Linked DNA regions of Sus scrofa: regions 1, 2 and 4 are each linked to region 3. A link is a contact called in public HiChIP or PLAC-seq and promoter capture Hi-C data. All regions are on one chromosome and are shown on one strand. Each heading gives the region's core, a stretch centred on a gene start, on an enhancer-like site or on the middle of the called end of the contact. The rest is flanking DNA. Distances are from core to core; before and after follow the strand shown.

Evidence for each region. Promoter capture Hi-C pulls out the DNA fragments that hold promoters and counts their contacts. HiChIP or PLAC-seq counts read pairs in DNA pulled down with a chosen protein or histone mark.
Region 1: a contact with region 3 is called in an H3K27ac HiChIP or PLAC-seq map of alveolar macrophages. The contact joins two enhancer-like sites. A contact is called at or near these places in 8 of 47 Hi-C or Micro-C datasets (brain, embryonic fibroblasts, epiblast stem cells and 4 more) and 2 of 2 datasets of contacts at active chromatin or transcription factors (alveolar macrophages and skeletal muscle).
Region 2: a contact with region 3 is called in an H3K27ac HiChIP or PLAC-seq map of alveolar macrophages. The contact joins two enhancer-like sites. A contact is called at or near these places in 2 of 2 datasets of contacts at active chromatin or transcription factors (alveolar macrophages and skeletal muscle).
Region 4: a contact with region 3 is called in a promoter capture Hi-C map of fetal liver, with 4 times the contacts expected there. The contact joins the promoter of GRK5 here to the enhancer-like site in region 3. A contact is called at or near these places in 5 of 5 promoter capture datasets (fetal liver, fetal skeletal muscle, liver and 1 more), 22 of 47 Hi-C or Micro-C datasets (adipose tissue, alveolar macrophages, blood and 12 more) and 2 of 2 datasets of contacts at active chromatin or transcription factors (alveolar macrophages and skeletal muscle).

The regions. Positions count from the first base shown.
Region 1 is chr14:129,169,644-129,173,452 of Sscrofa11.1, forward strand. The region is part of intron 1 of GRK5 (G protein-coupled receptor kinase 5); the gene reads left to right. Among named protein-coding and RNA genes, the nearest start is that of GRK5, 58 kb to the left of the region's middle. Within about 2 kb of position 1,723, at least 33 of the 83 cell types and tissues checked have an H3K27ac peak or open chromatin away from gene starts, as enhancers often do. A contact at or near this core is called in alveolar macrophages, retroperitoneal adipose tissue and skeletal muscle, where this site is marked.
Region 2 is chr14:129,141,988-129,145,570 of Sscrofa11.1, forward strand. All of the region lies in intron 1 of GRK5 (G protein-coupled receptor kinase 5), which reads left to right. Among named protein-coding and RNA genes, the nearest start is that of GRK5, 30 kb to the left of the region's middle. Within about 2 kb of position 1,399, at least 22 of the 83 cell types and tissues checked have an H3K27ac peak or open chromatin away from gene starts, as enhancers often do. A contact at or near this core is called in alveolar macrophages and skeletal muscle, where this site is marked.
Region 3 is chr14:129,313,797-129,317,336 of Sscrofa11.1, forward strand. The region is part of intron 4 of GRK5 (G protein-coupled receptor kinase 5); the gene reads left to right. Among named protein-coding and RNA genes, the nearest start is that of RGS10, 110 kb to the right of the region's middle. Within about 2 kb of position 1,920, at least 33 of the 83 cell types and tissues checked have an H3K27ac peak or open chromatin away from gene starts, as enhancers often do. A contact at or near this core is called in adipose tissue, alveolar macrophages, fetal liver and 4 more, where this site is marked.
Region 4 is chr14:129,112,012-129,115,492 of Sscrofa11.1, forward strand. It overlaps GRK5 (G protein-coupled receptor kinase 5), which reads left to right and starts at 1,922. Exons shown (of 16, transcript XM_001928584.6): 1 at 1,922-2,489. The coding sequence starts at 2,438.

The sequences.
Region 1 (3,809 bases), core at 473-2,972, 140 kb before region 3:
AGAGCATCCCATGGCCCCTTAACTTGCTGGCCCCGTAGCGGAGCAGTCAGGGCCCGTCGTTGGGGTCCCTGTGGGCAGACCCTGATCTGAGACCTCACGCACTTGAATGTGCTGAGCCGGAGGAAGTGATCAGGACCCCGGGAGTTGCTGCGTTCTGCTGTCTGGCCTCTCCGCGGACACCGGCTCCCAAAAGCTTGCCAGCCCCCAGCTGGGATGTTGACCTTGGGAGGGAGGCCCCCCCCCCACCGCCGGCTTACCCTCCTGCTGTGCCCTCCACGCTTCCAGCTGCTCCTTGTACTCGTTTCCATCCGGGTTTCCTGCTGCTCAGCCTCCTGTTAGTTCCTTCCCTGACCTTCGTGTGTGCTGGTCCTCTCCCTGCCCCTCACCCGTTCGATTCCTCGCCACCCCTCAGGGTTTGGCACAAACCCCACCTTCTCAGGGAGGCCTTTCTTCGCCGTCCTGAGTCGCTGGGCTCCTTGGTGGACCACCAGCCCCGTTGTGCTCCATCAGCCCCCTGTTCGGTCCTTCCTTCCCCAGGGCCCTCCCCCCAGTTTGTGATTGTGCATTGGTGGGTTTACTGGGCCAGGCTGGATGGTGCGGGCCTGGTTCACGCTGCCCATACCAGAGCCCACAGCACCTGCGGACTGTCAAAGGCTGGGTGAATGCACATGTGAGTGTGTGTGTGAGTGTGTGTGTGTGGTGGGGGGGGTTGGCCTCTAGGAGGTTTCAGAGGAAGTTTGTTTCTTCTGAGAGGTGTCATGCAGACAGTGAGGTGGTTTTTGTAAGACCGTAAACATTTTCCTTCCAGCAGCTCACACTGCAGAGTACCTGGCAAAGGAAAAAAACCAAATCGCTGGGTTCTGAAGAAGAGCTGGAACCCTCATCTGCGTGTGGGTGAACTGGCACGCGAGGCCTCGCCAGCGATACCAAGGTGGAGTTTGAACTCTCCCCTACTTCCGAGAGACAGGCTGAAGCAAAATGCATTTAAATGTCATGCGTTATTATTAGTTGTAATCTTATCTTTGTTAATAATAATAGCAGGACCCACCCAGAAGTTGCTGAATAATAGCAGACAGGCGCTTTCCTAAGCTCCCCGTCAGACAGAACGGTGGCCCCTGGGGAGGCGCCGGCTCTGTGAACGCCAGGCGGAGGGATCGAGGGTTCCACCGGAAGCTCCACCCTGGTCACACGTGCTCTGCCACATCCTCCACGCCCTCAGGCGCTCTGGTCACTCAGGGAGGCGCCGCGGAGGCCTGTGGTCTCTCAGTCACGGGCCTCCCCTCTTTATTTTTAAGTTATTTTTATTTTTTATTAAAATTTTTTCCATTTTTTAAAGTTTTATTGATGTATGCATGATTGATTTATGGCCTTGCCTCTGTAGAGGCTCTTCTACCCACCACTACTGAAGCTGCTGGCACAAGTGTGGGGTCTACAGGTCCGGGACCTGCAAGGCAGTTTCTCTTTGCTGCGCTTCTTCATGGCCTTTCCTTTCTATTGTTTGCTGCCCCAGTGACTTGCTGAAACCATGTGTTTCCTACAGATTTTGTTTGCCCGCATTGACTGCTTTGTTTTGCTCTAGTCAACATGCTTTTAACATACACAGATCCATGCAGTCGACAAAGAGAAATCTGGAGCCCCAAACCAGGCGGCTGCACTGAGTCACTGGCTCCATGAGTCTGGAGACCTTGGCTGGTCCAGGACGCGTGAGTGACTCATGCCGTCAACGCTGGCCTGTGTGTGCGAGGAGGTTCAGTGCCGGCTGCATTGAGGGAGGGCAACAGGGGGCCTCTCACTAGGCAGGAGGAAACCCATGTTTGAGAACTAGGTAGTCGAGGTTGAGTCCCAGCTCTCGCACTTCTAGCAGCTACCTGTGACTTCTGAGAAGTTGCTTACCTGAACTGTGTGTTTCCTCATCTGTAAAAACAGTACCTACCTTGGCGGAAGGCTCAAAGGACTTACTATTCAGAAACCATCTGGTGCTAATACATGCCAGGTGCTCTTGTCGCTTGTCTGTTGGGCCCTGTTTTGGGGGCTCTCCTCGGAGATCCTGTTGGGAAAGGCTCTCCAGCAGACCCACCTGACCTCGAGGTGGAATCAAGGTGTTTGTCCCTGTAAGTTGATGTGGTCCTCCTTTGATGTAGTGGTGATTGTCTGTTCATAGAAACGGTTCAGAATGTTCTGAGCCTCTGCCTTGCACAGGACGCACAGATGCTGAATGAGAACAGAACTGGGTTTGCACCCCGGCGCCTGCTCTTACCGGCCCTGTGACCTTGGACGTGCTGCTTACCTTTGAGCGTTTCTCATCTGTGAAACGGAGTGCACGAAATCCCTCTTTCACAGGGTGGCTGTGAGCATTTACTGCACCTGTTCGTAAGGTGCTCGGGTGGGGCCTGGCACAAAGCCAGCACACGGCGGGTAGGGGGTTTGCCCTGACTGATGAGCCGCATCTGAAAAGGCCAGCATTCGGTATCCTTTGAAAGGGCATTGGTCATACAAGAGAACCTGGAAGAAAGTGAAGTGCTGGGGGAGTGGGGAGCAGAGGTCACTGCCTTTCAAGTTCCCAAAGCCTGACCCCATTAGATTGTCCAGGTCATTTGTGGTCCAGCTCTTGGAACTGGAGGGAGAGGAGGCAAGACCATGGTGGAGGGACCTGAGCCACCGAGGACAGCGTGGATTTCTGTTCCGAGAGGGCTCCAAGCAGAAGCTGGATGGTCCCCGAGGGTGTGGGGGGACAGGGATGTGACGGTCCCTCCTGACAGCCTGCAGTGTCCTTTCCGCCCTCGGCATTTTAGGATTCTTGTACAGAACCAGAGAAAATCCTTCTCTCCAGCACCACACACGTGCCAATCTCGCCATCTCAGAATATGAGGGCAACTAATGGATTAATCACGAATGAATTAATGGGGGTACCGTTAACCAGTTTTAAGGGCCCCGTCAGAGAGGAGGTTACACCATCATGGGTAGACTGTGGATTTCTGGAAGGGGGTCTTGGCCCCTGCACCCTAAGCTCAAAAGAGGTGATTTTGAGATGCATCCGCTGGCACCTGTTCTGAGCCCAGTAGCATTAGAGGCCATGATGGACACAGGTGGCACAAAGGGGATTTCGATGTGGTCTCTTCCAAATGGAGCTCCATTGTGGGCTTCTGCTGTCTGCCTTGGTACAATAGGTTGTAAAGATCAGGAGTGAGTGACTTCAAGAATGTGCAGACTCCATATGGCCATTTGAAAAATATTTTCAGTAAATTTAGCCATGAACAATCCGTGGTGCTCATTACTGGATGTTGAGGGCAGGGTGCCAGCCTCAACACTTCAGGCCCAGGCTTTCTCCAGCCCGTCGAGGGTGCCTTAGGCATGGGACCTCAGACCACAGGTGCAGGTGGGCCACTGCTCTGACCCATAGGGCAGGACTTATTTCCCCAGGCTTTGTTGGCCACTAACTTTTTTGACTGTGGTTTTGGGGTTTGTTTGATGGTGGGAGAGTGGCTGAGCCATATACTTAGTTGGTTGTTTTCTTTTTTTTTAATATTTTACTTTTTTTAGAGCAGTTCTAGCTTCACAACAAAATTAAAAGGAAGTACCGAGAGTTCCCATGTATCCTTGCTCCTACCTGTGCTCATCCCCCTCTGTTACCAACACCCCCCACCAGAGTGGTACCTTTGTTACCATTGATGAACCTACATGACCCATCGTAATTCCACAAAGTCCATGGTTTAGTTAGGCTCCAGAAGAGTTTCATTGCCCTAAATGAAACTTCTGTGCTCTGCCTACTTCATCCCTCCCCACCCCTAGCTCCTGGCAACCGCTCATCT
Region 2 (3,583 bases), core at 149-2,648, 170 kb before region 3:
TTAACATTCCTGACTTGCGATTTCTCTTAGAAAATTGGAAGTTTTGGGGAGTTCCCGTCATGGCACAGTGGTTAACTAATCTGACTAGGAACCATGAGGTTGCAGGTTCAATCCCTGGCCTCGCTTAGTGGGTTAAGGATCCGGCGTTGCCATGAGCTATGGTGTAGGTTTCAGACATGGCTCGGATCCCGCATTGCTGTGGCTCTGGTGTAGGCCGGTGGCTATGGCTACGGCTCCGATTAGACCCCTAGCTTGGGAATCTCCATATGCCGCGAGAGCGGCCCTAGAAAAGGCAAAAAAAGACAAAAAAAAAAAAAAAAAAAAAGACAAAAAGAAAATTGGAAATTTTGGCAATACGAAGTAAAAATTTTTACAAAGCATCATTTGTCTACAGTTGAAAATTGGTTGCCTCTTTGGGGGCAAGGTTTCAGGCTCTACATTTCACCACAGACCCCACTCTTCCCTCTTGCTCCATAATGAGTCCCTTTTACTCAATTATGTTACCTGATCAAATCCTGAGTTTGGGGCCCATGTTCTTTTCCATCGCGTATGCATTTGCCTTGCAGACTTGAAGTTAGGTAATAAAAATACGTTCTCCTTTAAAGAAATAGCAGTTTTGCAGGCACAGGATTTCCTTAAAACATAATGTCAGCAGGCACAGATTTTGTTCATTTAATGCTGAGAACTGGCAAGAGCTGTGTATGAATACTTAGCAGTCGAAATGTGCTGGAATGAAAGTGGTGGCAGGCGTTATCTGCAGTCTCCAGCACACTAAATGGAAGGGCTTCCTTCAAAGGAACAGAAAGTAACGCGCCACGCTGAGTGACAGAAGCCCTGTTCAAGGGGAAGACCCTTCAATTTCAGGGTGGCTGAAGGAGGGACGAGGGGGAAGGTTAGGTGAGGTGGTGGGTTGGGGGGGAACGAGACCCTCCTCTCGGCCTCCCCACTTCCCCTGGGAACGGGCCATGACAAAGGAAAATGGAAGCAAGTGAGCTGGGAAATACCCAAGTTGAAGCTCCAAGGATGCTGTTTACAAGTTCTTACAGGAAAGACTATTATGAGTGAGCTCTTAATGGGTTGTCTGTCTGTCGAGGGAGGAGAGGCTGGGCGGGGGGGAGGGCTGGAGTTGAGATGGAAATGGCTCAAGCATTGCATCTTGCATTTCCTGTCTTTCCATTTATGATCTGCCTGGGGATTAAAAGGCCGGGAGGGGAGGGTGCTGAGCCAGGGAGGAGGGAGGTGTGTGTGTGTGTGCGTGTGTTTTTCTGTTTCACGTCCTGAGCATTTTCTGGGCCCAGAGAGGACCTTCTGGTCTGCAGAGAAAATACCCCCCTTCCAGGAGACGGAGGCTGCCTAGATGACAAGCTGGAGGAGCAGGTCAAGGGTGGACTGGAAGAAGGGGTGCCTGGCCCTGAAGGTCTCAGTTAAACTCTGGACTGACTCACCCGGGAGGTGGCACGATTTCCTCTGAAGGTTTAAAATAAAGGGCAGAGATTCGATTGCATCTGGAACGGTGGGTGTGGCCCTGCCTGGCATCAGGGATGGCCTCAGCCATCTCCCTAGCCCTCTTTGTTCTGAGACAAGACACCCCACCCCTTACCCCCAGAGAAAATTCAAGGACTAGCAAGGTTTGGTCCCAGCACATTAGAAGTACTGTGGAAAATAAAGATCTTTAAAGCTGGATCCTTTGGTTTCTTGGGCAGTAAGCAGGAAAACACTCTGCTTCTGTTAGACACTCAAGCTCCAGTGCCGGAGAGCAGAGCAAAGAGGATCTTCTTTATTTAAAAGTGGACTGCATGGCTGTTGACTCTGCCAGCGCCTGACATTAATATGCCCGAAGGCAATTTGCTGTCTGGAAGTGGTTTGCCACATTCTCCTGGGCCCCATCGAGAAATGGTGACTCTCTCAAAGAAGAGTGATCATATGGATAGTGTCAAGATTAATAGTGTCCTGGAGTTCCTGTCATGGCTCAGTGGTTAACGAATCCGACTAGGGACCCATGAGGTTGCATGTTCGATCCCTGGCCTCGCTCAGTGGGTCAAAGATCCGGCGTTGCCATGAGCTGTGGTGTAGGTCTCAGACGTGACTTGGATCCGGCGTTGCTCTGGCTCTGGTGTAGGCTGGTGGCTACAGCTCCGATTAGACCCCTAGCTTGGGAACCTCCACCTGCCATGGGTACGGCCCTAGGAAAGACAGAAAGACAAAAAAAAAAAAAAAAAAAAAAATTAGTAGTGTCCCTTTTCATTCCTTTTTTTTTTTTTTTCCCTCGGCTGCGCTCATGGCAAGCAGAAGTCCTGGGGCCAGGGAACGAACCTGTGCCACGGCAGTGACCAGAGCCATAGCAGTGACAACGCAAGATCCTTAACCTGCTGAGTCACCAGGGAACTCCCCATTTCTTTCCTAAAAGGGTTCCTGTTTGGACAATAAGTTACAAAGTTGCTCTACTGTTGAAAAGCAGAAAACACTCAGTAGAAAATTTTGTTTGGGGAGGTGGTGTTGAAACCAAGGCATTTGAAAAACAGGATTTTTGTTTTTTTGGTTGTTGTTGTTGTTGTTGTTTGGCTGTGCCCAGAGCATGCAGAAGTTCCAGGGCCAGGGATCAAACCTTCGCCACAGAAGCCACCTGAGCCAACCATGACAACACTGGATCCTTACCCCTCTGAGCCACCAGGGAGCTCCCCCAAACATTGTTTTACATTTAAATATATATGTATTTCTTTTTTGTAATCTAAATGACGTGTATAGATTTCAGAGCCCAATGTCTTGCTGGAAAGACCAGAAGGAAGTTTTGTTATTGAGAAACTTCAATAAAAGTAAAAGCAACAACAAGCAGAAAGAAGTAAAAGAACCTGGAGCTTCCTAGCCAGAGGCCCTAACCATGCAGGAGCTGTGGGGGCTGAAAGAGGGCTTAGAATGGCTTTCTGTCCACGTGGGCAGGCCCCTCAGTGTCAGCAATGAAGAGTGTTGGCTGATACTGCTGACATCTACCTAGCAATGTAGATGCCCAGGCCAGAGGGCCCTGAGGTCAGAGGGAGCAGGCTTTTGCCAGACTCCCAGTCCTTTGCTGAGGCCACTTGGTCCATCCTTGACCATGGGTGATTGCAAGAGGGGGGATCAAGGGTTGAAAAAAATCTGAGCTCCAGTCACTTTTGTTAAAGATAAACTGAGGGAGGAGTTCCCGCTGTGGTGTGGTTGGTTAAGAACCTGACTGCAGCCACTTGGGTCACTGTGGAGGCCCAGGTTCAATCTTTGGCCCAGCACAGTGGGTTAAAGGATCCAGCATTGCTGCGGCTGTGGTGTAGGTCGAGTCTGCAGCTCAATTTCAATCCCTGGCCGGGGAAAATCCATATACTGCAGGTATGGCTATTAAAAAAAAAAAAAAAAAGATGGGGCTCTTGAAATTTTTAAGAGTTTATTGGAGCAAAATTGATTCCAATCAGGCAGTGCCAAACTGGAAGCTGTTGAGGATTGGCTGACAGGAGCTGGGGAAAGACAAGTAGAGAAAGTGCGGAAGCAAAGAAAGGAAATTATTCCATTGACTGCCGCTTAAGGCCAGATTGGCTGTTTGTGATCGGCTGTCCTT
Region 3 (3,540 bases), core at 670-3,169:
CCCTGAGAAACAGCTGCCTCCATCCTGGTATGGGCCCGACAGGAAGCCCCCCAGGCAGCCCCTTGTTTGGAAGGAAGGGGACCCCCGGGACCCTTTTCTTCCAGAGTGTCTTGCCTTTTTCTGGCTCAGCTTTTCCTGAAAGCTGAGTCTGTCCACGTTGAGAAATTGCAAATAGTTTACATGGGGAATGTCAGCTGCCCACATATGAAAATATACACATCATTAAGCCCTAAGTGCTTGCGTCTGGAGATAGAGCGGACAGTCTCCTGGGCTGACCTTTTGTTCACTGATGGAACCACTGCTAATGAGTATGGAGCTCCCAGGAGGGATGTTTTCATATGTTGAAGCGAAGCATATGCTGGCCATTAGCCTCTGTGTGTGTGTGTGTGTGTGTGTGTGTGTGTGTTACACACAACAGTGCTATACAAATAGTGCTCGCCAAAACATGCAGAGTCCACTGCACCTCATTGTTCAGCCCCTCCGGGCCTCCAGAGAGGGCTTGCTCTCCAAGGCCAAAGTCACATCCTCCTCAGGCTATTCGAGAGAGACCATGGCAGCCTTGAGGACTTGATGGTGCTGAGGGATGAGGCTCTCTGACCAGATTGCCTGAGTGTGAACCCTGTCTCTGCTCCCATGCTAGCTGTGTGATCTTGGGCAAGTTACTTAACTTCTCTGAGCCTATTTCTGCATCTATCAAATGGAGACAATAATGATACAACCTACTTTGAGAGGATTAAAAAAAAAAGGAAACCCAGTGAAAATCTCCAGGACTTAACACATACCGGGTGCTCAAGAAATAACAATGATGACAGTTGTCACTGGGAGGTGGGATGGGGCGGAAGGTCCTGCCTGCTCAGAGAATCATCTTGGATGAGGCTGTGAAGACTGGGTAGGATTAGTGTGCCTTGAGGGGACAGGGGTGGGAAGGGCTCCTTCCAAGGAAACAGCAAAGGCCCAGCAGCTGGAAAGCTGGAGCTCGCCCAGGAAACAGCGGGTGTGGGGTGAGAGCTGCGGCAAGCAGAGGGCGCGATGGGGAAGCAGCTCAAGAGGGGCATTTGGGTCAAGAAGGCCCGGACGTGGTCCTTTGGCGGTGCTGTGTGCTGTGGCAAAACTCCCTTGGGGGCTGGGCGTCCACATCAGAGCAGGTGGGAGCAGAGACCTGTGGGGGGCTCCCTGGTTAGTCCAGGCGAGAGGTGAGGGTTCCAGACACCAGTGCAGGGGGGATCGAGAGGAGGGGCTGGGATGAGTGATACACAGGAGCTGAGACTGCTGTGCGTCTGTCCTTACCTGCGAATGGCGACAAGCTGGTTTTGAGTGGGGCCAGTGAGCAGGCTCAGGATACTTGGTCTGGAGCCCTTGCAGCTCAGATCCACTCCCTCCCCCAACTCTGCCCCCCATAGTGCCTCCAGGGTTGGTCCTGGCTCCGCCCTGGGCCCCCACTGTGACTTGGAGGGGTCCTTTCTTTCTGTTTGCCCATCTGTGCCACAAGTGGGTTGAATCAATGAGGCCCTGAGGGTCTTTCCAGGGGAGGCTCTGTGTCCTCCTGCTCCCTCTCAGGTCCTAAATCTCTGAACAAGTACAGGGCGTGGGTTTCCAGGAGGCTTCGCCGACAGCAGAGGCGCCCACTTCAGGAGCACTGGCGGCCCGAGGCCTGGGAAGTCTTTCACGGCCCACCCCTGGGCGCCGCCAGGGACATCAGCCAGGTACAGTGGATCTTGTCTCCACTCTGACACCTTGAAACAAGTGACTTGGAAGCTAGGAGATGCTGTGGGAACGAGGTCCTCAGAAAGGTTTTCTGATGCAGGAAATAAGGCCCCTTCCTGAAATAAGGGAGGCGGCGGCGCCAAGGAGAGCAGGGGGCAGTGATGCCAAGCGCCCTGACGACATCACCCTCGGGGCTGATGACTCAGCCATCAGTGAGAACCAGCCTCACAAGACCTGACCCGCGGTGACCGTCCCATTTATTGAACATGATCAGATGAGTCCTCACTCTGAGCAGCAACCCCCCACCCTGCGCCCACTTGCTCAGTCTCCGGGCCTTTGTCCTCAAGGCCCCTCCCCCCATCCCTCCCCCATTACCCCCACCCTGTGTAAATTCCTATTCCCCTGTAAGGTGCAGCTCCCTCTCATTTTCCCCCCAACTGTTTTTACAAAGGCCGTCAGCCCCCAGGCTGGTCTGCCGTGGGGTGTCTGTGAGCGCAGCAAGGGCTCAATAGTGCCACCTCGTGGATTGACTGCTGGCCTGACCGAGCCTGGGTGACCTGGGCCCTGGAGGCAGAGCTGGGGTTGGGCTGAGCTTCCAGGGTGGGTTTCCATCCCCCTCACAGAAGTCACTGAGGGTGGGAGAGCCTTGGGTGTGGGGGATGCTCCTGGACTGAGTGCTGAGGTAAGCACCCAAGGGGAGGCTTCGTGCCCAGGTCAAGCCCCCGCTTTCCCCACCACCCTCCCTCCCTCTGCAGCCTCGGTCCCTGAAACACCAGATAATCTCTGTTAGCCTGCAAGTTACCCCAAACCCAGCACCTGCTCCCCCTTAATCCATTACTGTACACATGCAGCTTCAGGACAAGTCCTTAGCTCTTCTCACCAATCAGAATCTACCCCTGACCCCATCAACCCCCAACTAGCTAGCTCTTTTTCTTCTTTTTTTAATTAACGTATAGTTGATTTACAGTGTTGTACCAATTTCTGCTGTACGGCAAAGTGACTCAGTCATTCATACATATATACATTCTTTTTTTAATACTATTTTCTATCATGGTCTATCTCAGGGGAGTGGATATAGCTTCCTGTGCTGCACAGCAGGACCTTATTGTTTATCCATTCTAAATGTAATAGTTTGCATCTACTAGCCCCAAACTCCCAGTCCATCCCACTCCCTGTCTTCTCCCTCTTGGCAACCACAAGTCTGTTCTCCATGCCAGTGAGTCTCCTTCTGTTCTGAGGATAGGTTCATTCGTACCATATTTCAGATTCCACGTATGAGTGATATCATGTGGTATTTGTCTTTCTCTGTCTGACTTATGAGACTCTCTAGTGGCATCCATGTTGCTGCCAATGACATTATTTCATTCTTTTTCACGGCTGAGTAGGATTCTATTGTATGTATATGTACCACATCTTCTTTATTCTACCCTCAGTTGATGGACATTTAGGTTGTTTCCATGTCTTGGCTATTGTGAATAGTGCTGCGGTGAACATAGGATGCATGTATCTTTTTGAATTATAGTCTTGCCTGGCTGTCTGCCCAGGGGCGGGATTGCTGGATCATACGGTCATATTTTATCAACTGTTCTTCTTTAGAAATCCCAAGGCCTCCAGTGCGCTGCATCATTACTGGTCTTCAAAACCGTCTGTGTCTGAAGAGGTTTCCTTGTTGATGGAGCGGAGGAGGAGAGGTCGGCTTAGGCCACATGTTGAAGCTGAGGAGCAGTGAGGCAGCATGAGGGCACTGAGAACTTAATGGGGGGGGGACAAGAGGGAGGAGAGAGTTTAGGGAGGTGTGAAGGTCAAAGCCCCCTGGGCCCCTGCAGCCATTTCACT
Region 4 (3,481 bases), core at 672-3,171, 200 kb before region 3:
TAGGTAGCACATGCAACTCAGATCCTGCGTTGTTGTGGCTGTGATATAGGCCGGCAGCTGCACCCCTGATTTGACCCCTAGCCTAGAAATTTCTATATGTGGTAGGTTTGGCCTTTAAAAAAAAAAAAAAAAAAAAGAAAAGAAAAAGAAAGAGAGTAAAGAGTAGTGGAGATTATGGTTAACTGCTGAGCTTTGTTAAAGTGTGGTCCATGGACCAGCAAGATTGACTGAAGCTTGGAGTTCGTTAGAAATGGCTGACTCTCAGGATCCACCTTGGACCAAATGAAACAGAAGCTGCATTTTAAGATCCCTTAGGTGATCTGTATGCACAAGAAAGTTTGAGAAGGCCTTTGTGGAGCACTAGCCATCTAAAGGTATTCAATTTTAGCCCACTGGTTGGTGAGCTCTGAGATACTGCCAGCTCTAGGATTCTGTCTGAGAGAATCTTTCACTGTAAGTTAGGGCTCTGGGCAGGTGCACATGTAAGCCAAGGCCAAGGCTGGGATGCTTCGAATAATTTCTTAGAGTGGAAGATGCCTGAGGTGTCATCTGCTCTGCTCCCTGCCTTCTGACAAGCCAACTGTTATTGCCCCCACTTTGCAGACAAGACTTGTGAGGCCCAGGGAGACCCACTGACCCATATGCAGATACAAGGAAGTGGTGGTGGTGGGTACACTCTACCACGAAACAAGACAATCCTGCGCTGTTAAATCAGTGACCGTCCACGTTTCCAAGGCCTGGAGAGTCTATTCATTTCTTTGTTTTCTCCAGTGCACAATAATTGTTCTCCCTTTCTCTCTCTGGGCGCCTCCCTCCCACTTCCAGGCAACCCTGGGGTTGGAAGGCTTTCTCCTTTAGGACACAGAAGGCCCGGGGCCCGACTTCTGAACGGATATCCGGCCTTCAGGATGCAGATGAGGCAAAGGCCTCATTGTTCCTTAGGGCCAGCCCTCCCCTCAACTAGACTGGAGGATAACTCATCGCAGACCCCAGGTGTCCCAAGTCCCATTTCCCAGGAGCGGGGGCCTTGAGACGAAGCAAGGGACGCTGAGCGCAGATCTGGGGTCTGATGTCCTGAACATACAGTGGAAAAGCGCTAAGAGCCCCAAGATAAATAGGCAAAGAATTTGAAAACTAATTCCCAATACCGGCCGGGTGCTGTTTCTTATTAACGTTCCTGACTCCAGCGATTCCATCTGTGTTTTTATTGATGGGAATGAGTTTGCATGTAATGACGAGCGGTCATTTGCGGGCCTCGGGTGCTGGAAGGCAGGTTATTAACAGGACCAGCCGCTTACCACGCCGGAATGCACGCCCCCCGCCCCGCCGAGAGTTGCAGCCCGGCAGCGCGGGAGGTTCCAGGCGCAGAGGGCCAGGAGGTGGTGCCGCGGTCCGCGTGGACTCGCCGCTGCACATCCACCCCGAGGCCGCCAGGGGGCGCTCGGGCTGCGCGGTTGCCGGTGCCGAGTCGCCGCCGACTCATAGACCCCTTCGCGCCCTCGGAGGAAACAAAGTACACCTTTGTCAGCAACCGAGCGCGTGTGCGTCTGAGACGGCGCACAGTGGCCGGTCGCCGCGTCCAGGGCCCGCGGGCGCGCCTGGCCACCGCCTCTGGGCTGCAGCCCCCGCGTGGGCCCGGCGTGACCGGGAGGAAGGGGGGTGCAGCGCGCGCTTGGGCTGGCTTGACCTCCCTCCAACCCCGGGCACGCTCCGAGGGGCGCCCAGGACCCGCACCGGCTCCTGCCCGGCCGCAGCACTTCGCCCGCCGCCGCCGCCGTGGTCCGTGCTCTTCGCTTTCTGGGTTCTCGGGAGGGCCGGAAGCGGGCGAGCCGGAGCCCCGGGCGTGGACGTGCGAATCCGGGGCTCCGGCTCGGCCGGACTGCCTTTGCTTCTCCCGCTACCCTCCGCAGCCGCGGACCACCCCTTATCCGCGCCCGCCTTCGGAGTACAAGTCTCAGGGCGGCTCGTGGACTCTGGTACTACAAGTCCCAGCAGGCCCCGCGCCGCGAGCGCCGAGGCGGGAGGCGCGGCCCATCCTGGCGCCTGCGCTGTGCAGCCGCCCGAGCCAGTTAGTACCACACCCCCGGGAGGGACAGAGGGGAGGCAGAAGCATCCGAGGCATTAAAGCATCCGAGGGAGCCCGAGGGGAGGAGAATGGAGTGACAGAGAAACGCGGAGGGTGGGGGGTGGGGGGAGACAGTTGAGGGAGGGGGGAGGGGGGACACAGAGGGAGGAAGAAGCGGCGGCGGCGGCTCCTCTTTGCAGAGGGGGAAAACTCCGAGGGATAAGAGCCGGAATAATGCGGTAGGCAAGGCGGGCTGCTTGCTCCCGGCTCCGGCAGCAGCGGCAGCAGCCCGAGCAGCGGCAGTAGCAGCGGCAGCACCCTTAGGAGCTGACAGCCCCGCCGGCCGGCTTCCTCGCTGACCGCCGACTGTCAATGGAGCTGGAAAACATCGTGGCCAACACGGTCTTGCTGAAAGCCAGGGAAGGTAAGAGGCAGGGCTGGTGCCTGGCGCATTCGCCGCGGGCCGGGGTGCGGGTGTCGGGCGGCTTGTGGGCTGGGGCTGTGAGTATGCAGGATGCCCGCAGTGAGTTGGTCGCAAGCAGGACACCTCAGAGAGCTGCTCTGCAAACACTTCAGGGTTCCTGCCCTAGTGCTCAGGGAATCTGGACTTGGGCAGAGAAGGAGAAACGTTGAGGTTGCAGGGATTAGGATGCTAAAATATCCCCTAGTTTCCAGCTCTAACCTTAGCAGATCGTGCCATCTCGGCAGCTGTTGAAAGGTCAGTTGGAAAAGCATTCATTCAGGAAGAGATGGGCAAACATGCAAGTGAAATAGCTTTTTCGAGTCGGCCCAGGATGGTTGTGCGAGTGAATTGGTGTGCGCTGGGGGTGGGGGTGGAATTAGCAGAAGCCAAGTCTTTGCTTGCGCAGGCAGAGTTGATATAGGCTATTGCTGGAAACCATCCGCTGGGAATGTTTCTTAGGGAAATCCCGTCGTGTGGAAAGAAGCCTTTTAATGGCAAAGTAAGATGTTGAGGAATTCGTTTGTTCATACAGTGACAAGAGAGAGTGACTGTACAGATCACCTAGAAAATAATGAAGGATTTCAGGGGTAGGTTTTTTTTCCCCCTTTGGGGAGGGGGAGAGATAAGTGAATTTTTTTTTTTTTTTTTTGGCTCAGTTAAGAAGAGAAAGGTAAGTGTGCTGATGCTTGATGCGTTTCGGATGCAAATCATTAGATTTTCTGCACTTGGCTGGTAGGGAATATCTTCATGGAGTGGGTAAGATTCCAAGTCAAGAATATAAACACTTTTTGACTCTTCCTTGAGATGGGAAAAAGAGAAAAGAAAAAGAGAAAGTGGCGCAGAAACTTAGATGCTTCCGAAGTGATTGCATGAGGTAAACATACATATTTAGGAGCACCTGGAATTTATGTAACATCTCTTTTACCAAGATTTGAGCTCTGGGTGCAGCCTTT